Regions from separate parts of the Gossypium raimondii genome. Here region 1 is linked to region 2. A link is a contact called in public Hi-C data. All regions are on one chromosome and are shown on one strand. Each heading gives the region's core, a stretch centred on a gene start, on an enhancer-like site or on the middle of the called end of the contact. The rest is flanking DNA. Distances are from core to core; before and after follow the strand shown.

What was found. Hi-C and Micro-C count contacts between places; a contact is called where the count stands out from the background.
Region 1: a Hi-C map of leaf shows a contact between it and region 2, with 2.0 times the contacts expected there. The contact joins the enhancer-like site here to the promoter of LOC105778519 in region 2. A contact is called at or near these places in 2 of 2 Hi-C or Micro-C datasets (both in leaf).

What each region holds. Positions count from the first base shown.
Region 1 is chr10:18,184,271-18,187,962 of ASM2569854v1, reverse strand. It overlaps the pseudogene LOC105775315. Among protein-coding and RNA genes, the nearest start is that of LOC105776293, 28 kb to the left of the region's middle. Within about 2 kb of position 1,277, the one cell type or tissue checked has open chromatin away from gene starts, as enhancers often do. A contact at or near this core is called in leaf, where this site is marked.
Region 2 is chr10:18,070,723-18,074,226 of ASM2569854v1, reverse strand. LOC105778519 (protein FATTY ACID EXPORT 3, chloroplastic) reads left to right here and starts at 1,803. Exons shown (of 7, transcript XM_012602243.2): 1 at 1,803-2,175; 2 at 2,291-2,669; 3 at 2,832-2,999; 4 at 3,095-3,141; 5 at 3,251-3,288. The coding sequence starts at 1,936.

The sequences.
Region 1 (3,692 bases), core at 28-2,527, 110 kb before region 2:
CCATTTCAATGAATTTACTCGGGCTATATTTTTTATTTAGAAATGAAATGAAATTATGAATTCCATAAATATTTCTACGAATTGTTCATCAACAACAAGCTTCCAGTTCAACAGCAAAGGCGACAGATCCTGACCTAGCGGAATTTGATTCGGCGCACTTCAAGGTTGGCTGCCTCCTGCTTCTGGTAGCGGATCAGATGCTGCGAAATAAGCACCTCGACTCTTTTTTTTTCCTTGCTTAAAGGCTCTGCTGTTTGCCTTGGACAAGGAAATCCAAGGTGATGCTCTTGCTGCCATTCGCTCGACCAGGAGACACCTGGCTCGGAAATTGGTCCGATACACGCTGAGATCCAGCGTCTTGCTCAACGTTTCCATGGTTTTCAGTTTCGGCATGTCTGCCCCTGCTTATTAAAGCTGGGTGCTATTTTGGAAGATGACCTTTAAAACGTCCCTACTCTACTCAACGGTCTTAACTTGATTGTGGTTGTAGTTTTAACATGTTGATCCAACGGTTGTAAATGCCATTTTAGTGAAATGCTATCAATTGGACTAAGCCCAAACATGAGTAACAAGAAGAAGAGAGAGCCCCAAAACACCAACCAAGAAAATTTTCTCTTCTTTCAAAAAAAAAACCAAGAACCATTTTCAGACATTTTTTTTCCGTTTAATTTATTTGTTTATATTAATTAACATCTAACAATGCCAGAATGATATCGTTGAGCAGCCAGCATCCTGCTCCATGATACTGAAAGTTTCACTACTATTATTGCTTTAAAATCATCCAAATGCAAAACTTGCAATGGCGGTCTTTGTTGTGAGAATATGGAATGATGACCAAATATAATCAGATAGGGAAAAAAAAGGAGAAGTGAAGGGAAGTATCAGCTTTTGGAACTTGCTGAGTCTGGTTAATGAATACGTAAAGATAATTGATTGGCATTTACCAAAAAGAAAAATGGGATGACAAAAAGGAATGAAACAAGATTTTTATTTCATCAGAAGCGTAGAGACCTGCTAAAAGCATTAAAAAACATGGAATTGTTAGGGTTGGTCACCGGGTTTTTTTCAGCATTTCCTTTCCCACCAAGTATTGGTTTCATCAACTTCTTCAGGACCCTGTTGAAACCAGACCCACAACGCCCTTTACCCACCTGCGCCGCCGCTGGCGGTTGTGCCAACAACTGCGAGCAGCGGCACCTTTTAACCAGGCTTGACTCCGACAGGCTCCGACCCAATATAGCTTGTTTCAACTGCGCCTCAAAGGAGAGCCTCTCGAACTGGTCCAGCAGCGTGCTCTGCTCGTCCCCGAACCTTCTCAGACCAACCTCCATGCTTTTGTTTTCATTTGCTAAACCCATTTTCAAAAACTGCAGGGAGAATAAAGAAATTTCGCGGAAATTTAAAAGCCTTTTGGCTGTAATTTTGGGAATGGAATTCCATTGTTTTTAAACATTCCTTAAGAGTAGGGCATTAAATTCGTAATTGACTTTGAAATAAATATATGTTCATCCCCAGAAATAAAATTGAATTTGAATCATCTTCACGCTTAAAATGATATGAATATGAATGAGGGCTTGGAATTTCCCCACCTATCGCTTTCAATTTAATTTCTCCGGAATATGTGTCAGGTTTAAATTGAATTTCTTATTTTCAATAACAAGAATGGGTTAAAGGATAAAATTACTGCCACCAATCTTTCGTTGCTCTTCTTTCTATTTTGTATGTGATTTCAATTTTTACTTCAAATTTCAATTTTATTAATTTGTTTTGCAATTAAAATTTACCCTTCATTATTATATTTGGATGATTCCAAAGCAAAATTTAAAAAATGTTATTTCTAATATTTTATTGAAATAATTAATAATATGTTAATTTTTTAAAAAATTATCCCATCATTTTATTTAATAAAAGGTTGACTTGAAAAATAAAAAAAATCAATTTAATTTTTATAAAATATTTTTTAATTTCTAAAATTGAATTAATTGAAGGCTTAATATATAATTTTGTTACTTGAATTTGACACTTTTTTTTCTATTGTGGTACATGTATTACTTTTTTTATCTAATCTAACACCTATTTTTGACAAAAGTTATATATTTTGATACCCAAAAGTAACAATGTTAACTTTTAATTGTTTAATTCGAGTTTTAGAATTGATTTGACAAAATTCATAATTAACTAATAATATTAGCATTTAACTTTCATTAAATCAACTCTAAACCCAAATTAAATCATATCCATCGATTATATTTGACAAATTAAATACAAAATTAAATAATTTCACAATTAATACTAAATTTATTCTATTAACAAAATCATAAAAATTCAAACCTAATAAGAGTATTAAAAGTTAACTTTCATCAAATCAACCCTAAAACTTGAATTAAATACTAAAAGTTAACATCATATACAAGTATCAAATTAGACCAAAATTAACACATGTACCACATTAAAAAAATGCCTCATATACTAAGCCTTAATTGAACTATTATTGTCAAATACTAAAACAAAATCATAAAAACATTATTTTTCTTAAATCATCTCTTCATAAAAAATGAATAACAAAATACAATAAAATTAAAATTTAGTAAACAAATTCAATCAAATAGAATAAATAAATTTTAATATTAAATTAAAAATGTAGTGATAAATTTATTTTAAACTAATATTAATCAAATTAAAGTAGAGTTATTGAGGAAAATTTGGCCATTAAACCTCAAAAATTAAACGATTACGTAAAAACAATATAATAGGAAGGAAACAAGACAATTTTACATAAAAATTATTGTGTCTTCTTTTCAAAAGATTGTTGTCTTGGGATTATTTATCAAAAACAATGTAATAAGAGGGAAGCTAGATAATTTTACATAAACATATTACTATGTTTTTTTTTTGCAAAGTATTGTTGTTTTGAGATTATTTCTCACAATGTGCTTTGCTTTGGTGTTGAGGTCATTGTGCTTTTAATTCCTCGTGGATTTATTACAAAAGTAGAGTTGGCATGATCTCAACACATATAAGTGTCAAGGTCAAGCCAAAGGCATTGATTTAGTATTTATTATTCGTAGGTCTAACCACTAGAATTTAATTTGAGTGGCTAGAAGTACACACCCTGTTGATACAGTGATACAACGAGGGAATACGTAGGAAGATGTGGTGGAGCTAATGGAGGTCGGTTCACCCAATCGGGGTCGAGAGCCGAAGATTGCAAATAGTGAAAGTGGAGAAAGTATGAAGGCTAAGTGTTGAGGGTCAACTAGCAGAGTATAGGCAAGTATATCTCAGAGAGTCGATCCCTTGATCATCATTTTGGAGGCTATTTATGGGCAAGGTCCTGTGCAAGATGATGTTAATGTGTTGAGCCTGCAACTAGGCCATCATTGTGGGACGTGTGGGGCGAATGTCTTTGATAGGATGAGTGGCTTGAAGTTTACACATTATTGATACAATGATACAACGAGGGAATATGTAGGAAGATGTGGTGGAGCTAATGAAGGTCGGTTTACCTAATCGGGGTGGAGAGCCGAAGATTACAAAGAGTAAAAGTGAAGAAAGTATGAAGGCTAAGTGCTGAGGGTCAACTAGCAGAGTGTAGGCAAGTATATCTCGAAGAGTCGATCCCTTGATCATCGTTTCAGAGGCTATTTATGGGAAGGTCCCGTGCAGGATGATGTTAACGTGTTGGGCTCGCA
Region 2 (3,504 bases), core at 554-3,053:
CATTTGCAGCGTACGAGGTCCCCTCACCGGTTGACGTCGTAGGGAGTACGTCATCCCTTCTTCTGGGCATTTGATAACGTCCCCAATTAGATGTAGATTGCCACCCACTAGAACTTGATGCCGTTCCCCAATACGTATTTCCAGCATCAAATGTCGAGCCACTGACATACATGTCCCATCCACCGACAGAATGTCTTGCAGGGGATGTGCATTCGACACCGCTACCAAACATGGGCTGTTCCATATTTTGTAACTCGCTAATCGAGTGTCGGCCAGGGGTCGTGTATACATCTCGAACACCGGTCGCAAGTACATCAGTTGGCGATGTAAACTGTACATATAACTTAATATAAGGTGTTCCACTAGCAAGATGAGTCTGCACCATTGCCTCCAAGCTATGAGCACCTTTTATGTCGAACGAGTCATATGTCACCTGATCAACAAAAGAACAAAATCGATACGTGATAGACAGAACTTTCATTGGCGTCGTTCCGAAAATTTTACGCCTAATTCTTTTACGAAGTTCTGTCAAATCTATATTCTGGTTAAAAACCAGTCGCACCGTATTCTCCGACAAAAAAACAACACCATTCTTGGTGTGGCAAACCTCACCATCGTAGTAAATAACAGCACTAATACGTTCACTCATATTTGAAACTCTAGCCTTCTTAGCCTCTCTAAATTGTTTCTACTGTGACTTATGCATTCTGAGAGCATTTTACGCCTAATTTATAGCCTCATTAAACATGCTCTCAGAGCAAAAGCGCGTCCACGAGGGCGCGATTTCCACAAAATCTTCTCAAATAGCATCCTGCTAGAAGCGATTTTGTACTATTTGCTCAGAAATGTCAAAAAAATTTATTTCTTCCATGACCTACTGTAGCAAAAGCGTATCCACGAGGGCGCGATTTTCACAAATTCTTCTCAAATAGCATCCTGCTAGAAGCGATTTTATACTATTTGCTCAGAAATGTCAAAAAAATTATTTTTTCCATGACCTACTGTAGCAAAAGCGCGTCCACTAGGGCGCGATTTCATAAATTCTTCTCAAATAGTATCCTGCTAGAAGCGATTTTATACTATTTGATCAGAAACGTCAACTCGAAATTATTTCTTCCAGGACCTAAAAACCCTAAAAAGCCTGAACCCTAAGCCCTAGAAGCCGAAAATGCCTAACGTGGGAAAAACGGCAAAATCGCATCACCCGGACCGCAAACATGTGCCAGGAAATCGCGGCCATGTCGGTAGCGCTTTCGACGTGGCGACAATCGCGTCTAGAGGCGCGATTTGTTGCTATATCGACAACTTCATACCGACGTGGACACGATTTCCTTGCGCTTCCCCTGACATCGCGCTGACGTGGACGCGATTTTTCGGAAAATGAACCATTTCGGTAAATAATTAAATAATGGGCCCATTTCGATAATTTTTAAAAAAAATAGCTTTTTTTGGTAAAATGCCCTTATGTAATACCCAAAATTTAATGATAAAAAAAATTAGAAAAACTAACTGGAACAACAACTAAAAAATCCAATTTATCAACAGAAGAGAAAAAGGTAAACAGCATCCAACGGCGGAGAGTTCATAATCACAGTATTGAGTGATGATAAATTCATAAGAATTGGAAAGAGAAGAGAACCACGTAGTTTTCATGTACCATATTGGAGCTTCGACTGTGATTCTCTGGGGCCCACTCATATACATTTCAAAGCAATTTACGTGTCAACAAAGCATCGCATAGCATCGAAACGGTTTCTTCCAACTTCCAACTTCCAACTTCCAACTTCCTATTTCCCGGGCAAAATAATGTTTTCTTTAAACCGACGCCGTTTTACATCCATTTATTCAAGTGAAAGCAACGAATAAAGACAGCCCCCTCTTATCTTCTCTTCGCTTTAGCTTAGCTTACTGCTAGGAAAACTGGTAATAGAGAAAATGTATTCGATCAAAAGTCTTAACCCTACCTGCGCCTTGCTGCCGTTGAAGACATTTAGCCGTGCTTCCGCTTCTCCGTTGCCACCGTGTTTGTCGCCGTCTCTACTGCTCAAGCCGCCTTCTGGCTGCAGAGTCTCTCTCGCCGCTCCTAGAGGTTTAGCCCTAAGTTTTCGCCCACTCGATCGGCGGCTTTCCTTCAGCCAATCTGTTGTCGCTTTCGCAGCTTCCCACGAGGAATCAGTGAGTTGAAATTCAAAGGACCTTTTATAACTTGCAATTTTCTTTTGATTCAAAAAAATCCTTTTATTTTGAATTTTGCTAATAATATGGTTTTCAACTTTTGAATTTCTTTTAGAAGCATTCGGAAATAGAAGTGGAGAGAGAAAAGAATGAAGAATCATCAAATGAAGCATGGCAACGAGCTTTAGAAGCTTTCAAAGAACAAGCCTTGAAGATGCAGAACGTGTCCCAAGAAGCTTACGAGGTTTACTCCAAGAAAGCTTTGGTTACTCTGAAAGAAACTTCGGAGCAGCTTAAGATTCAAGCAGAAAAGGCCAGAAACGATCTGATTGAAATAGTTAAAGAAACCAGTGAAGAAGGCAAAGTTTACCTCTCAACGGCAGCCGAGAATTCCCCTCCACAAGTCAAAGAAATTGTCGGAACATACTATTCCTCTGCCGATGATTTCAATGACATTTCCAAAGTTCTTGACTTTCACGTCGGCATACCTTATGGTATCGGAAATTTTCATATTCATTAACACAATCAGTGAATTTTATCCCTATCATGCCTGTCAATTTTCAATTCTACACCGGTTTAAGAAAGCATTATTTGAAAAAGTTGAATTACATAAACAGAAACTTTAAATTTCTTTTGTGCGTTTTTGGGTTTGGCAGGTACCATTCTTTCAGTCGGGGGATTCCTTTCTTTCATGTTGACAGGGAGTGTTTCTGCAATTAGGTTCGGTGTTATTCTAGGTGGAGCTCTTCTAGCATCAAGTGTATCAAGCTTAAAATTATACAAAGGAGGACAGTCTTCTCCTCTTGCCATCAAAGGGCAAGCAGGTTGTTAACCTTTTTCTTAATTTTGAATTTTTACATCCTTAATAGGATCAAATTACCATCTTTTATGTTTACTAACCGGACAATATTTTCTGCAGTCATCTCATCTGTCTTATTTTTTAGGGCGTTAAGCTCACTGATTCAGGTGGGGCTTCTATCTCTATGTATAACCTTTTGTTTTCCTTATTGTTTTTAATTCCTCACCAAATTTGTTCTCAGCTTCTGATTTGTGTTCTTATTATTCCTTTTTGCAGACATCAACTCTGGGCAGCTTTCTCACAACCTTAGTCAGGTTCATAAAGTTCTTGTAACATTTTAATTTTCCGTTATCTATACATGGAAACTAGACTGTGTGTGACATTGATGACCATAAGTTTTCAGCCTTGGTTCTCTAAAATATGATTATAGGGCGCTAAAAGTTAATGTTGGTATAAACGAAGGAATGAATGCTATATTAGGTTACAGTTTGATCCTTTACCTTGCTTCTTTCAAGTCCTCTGCAAATGTT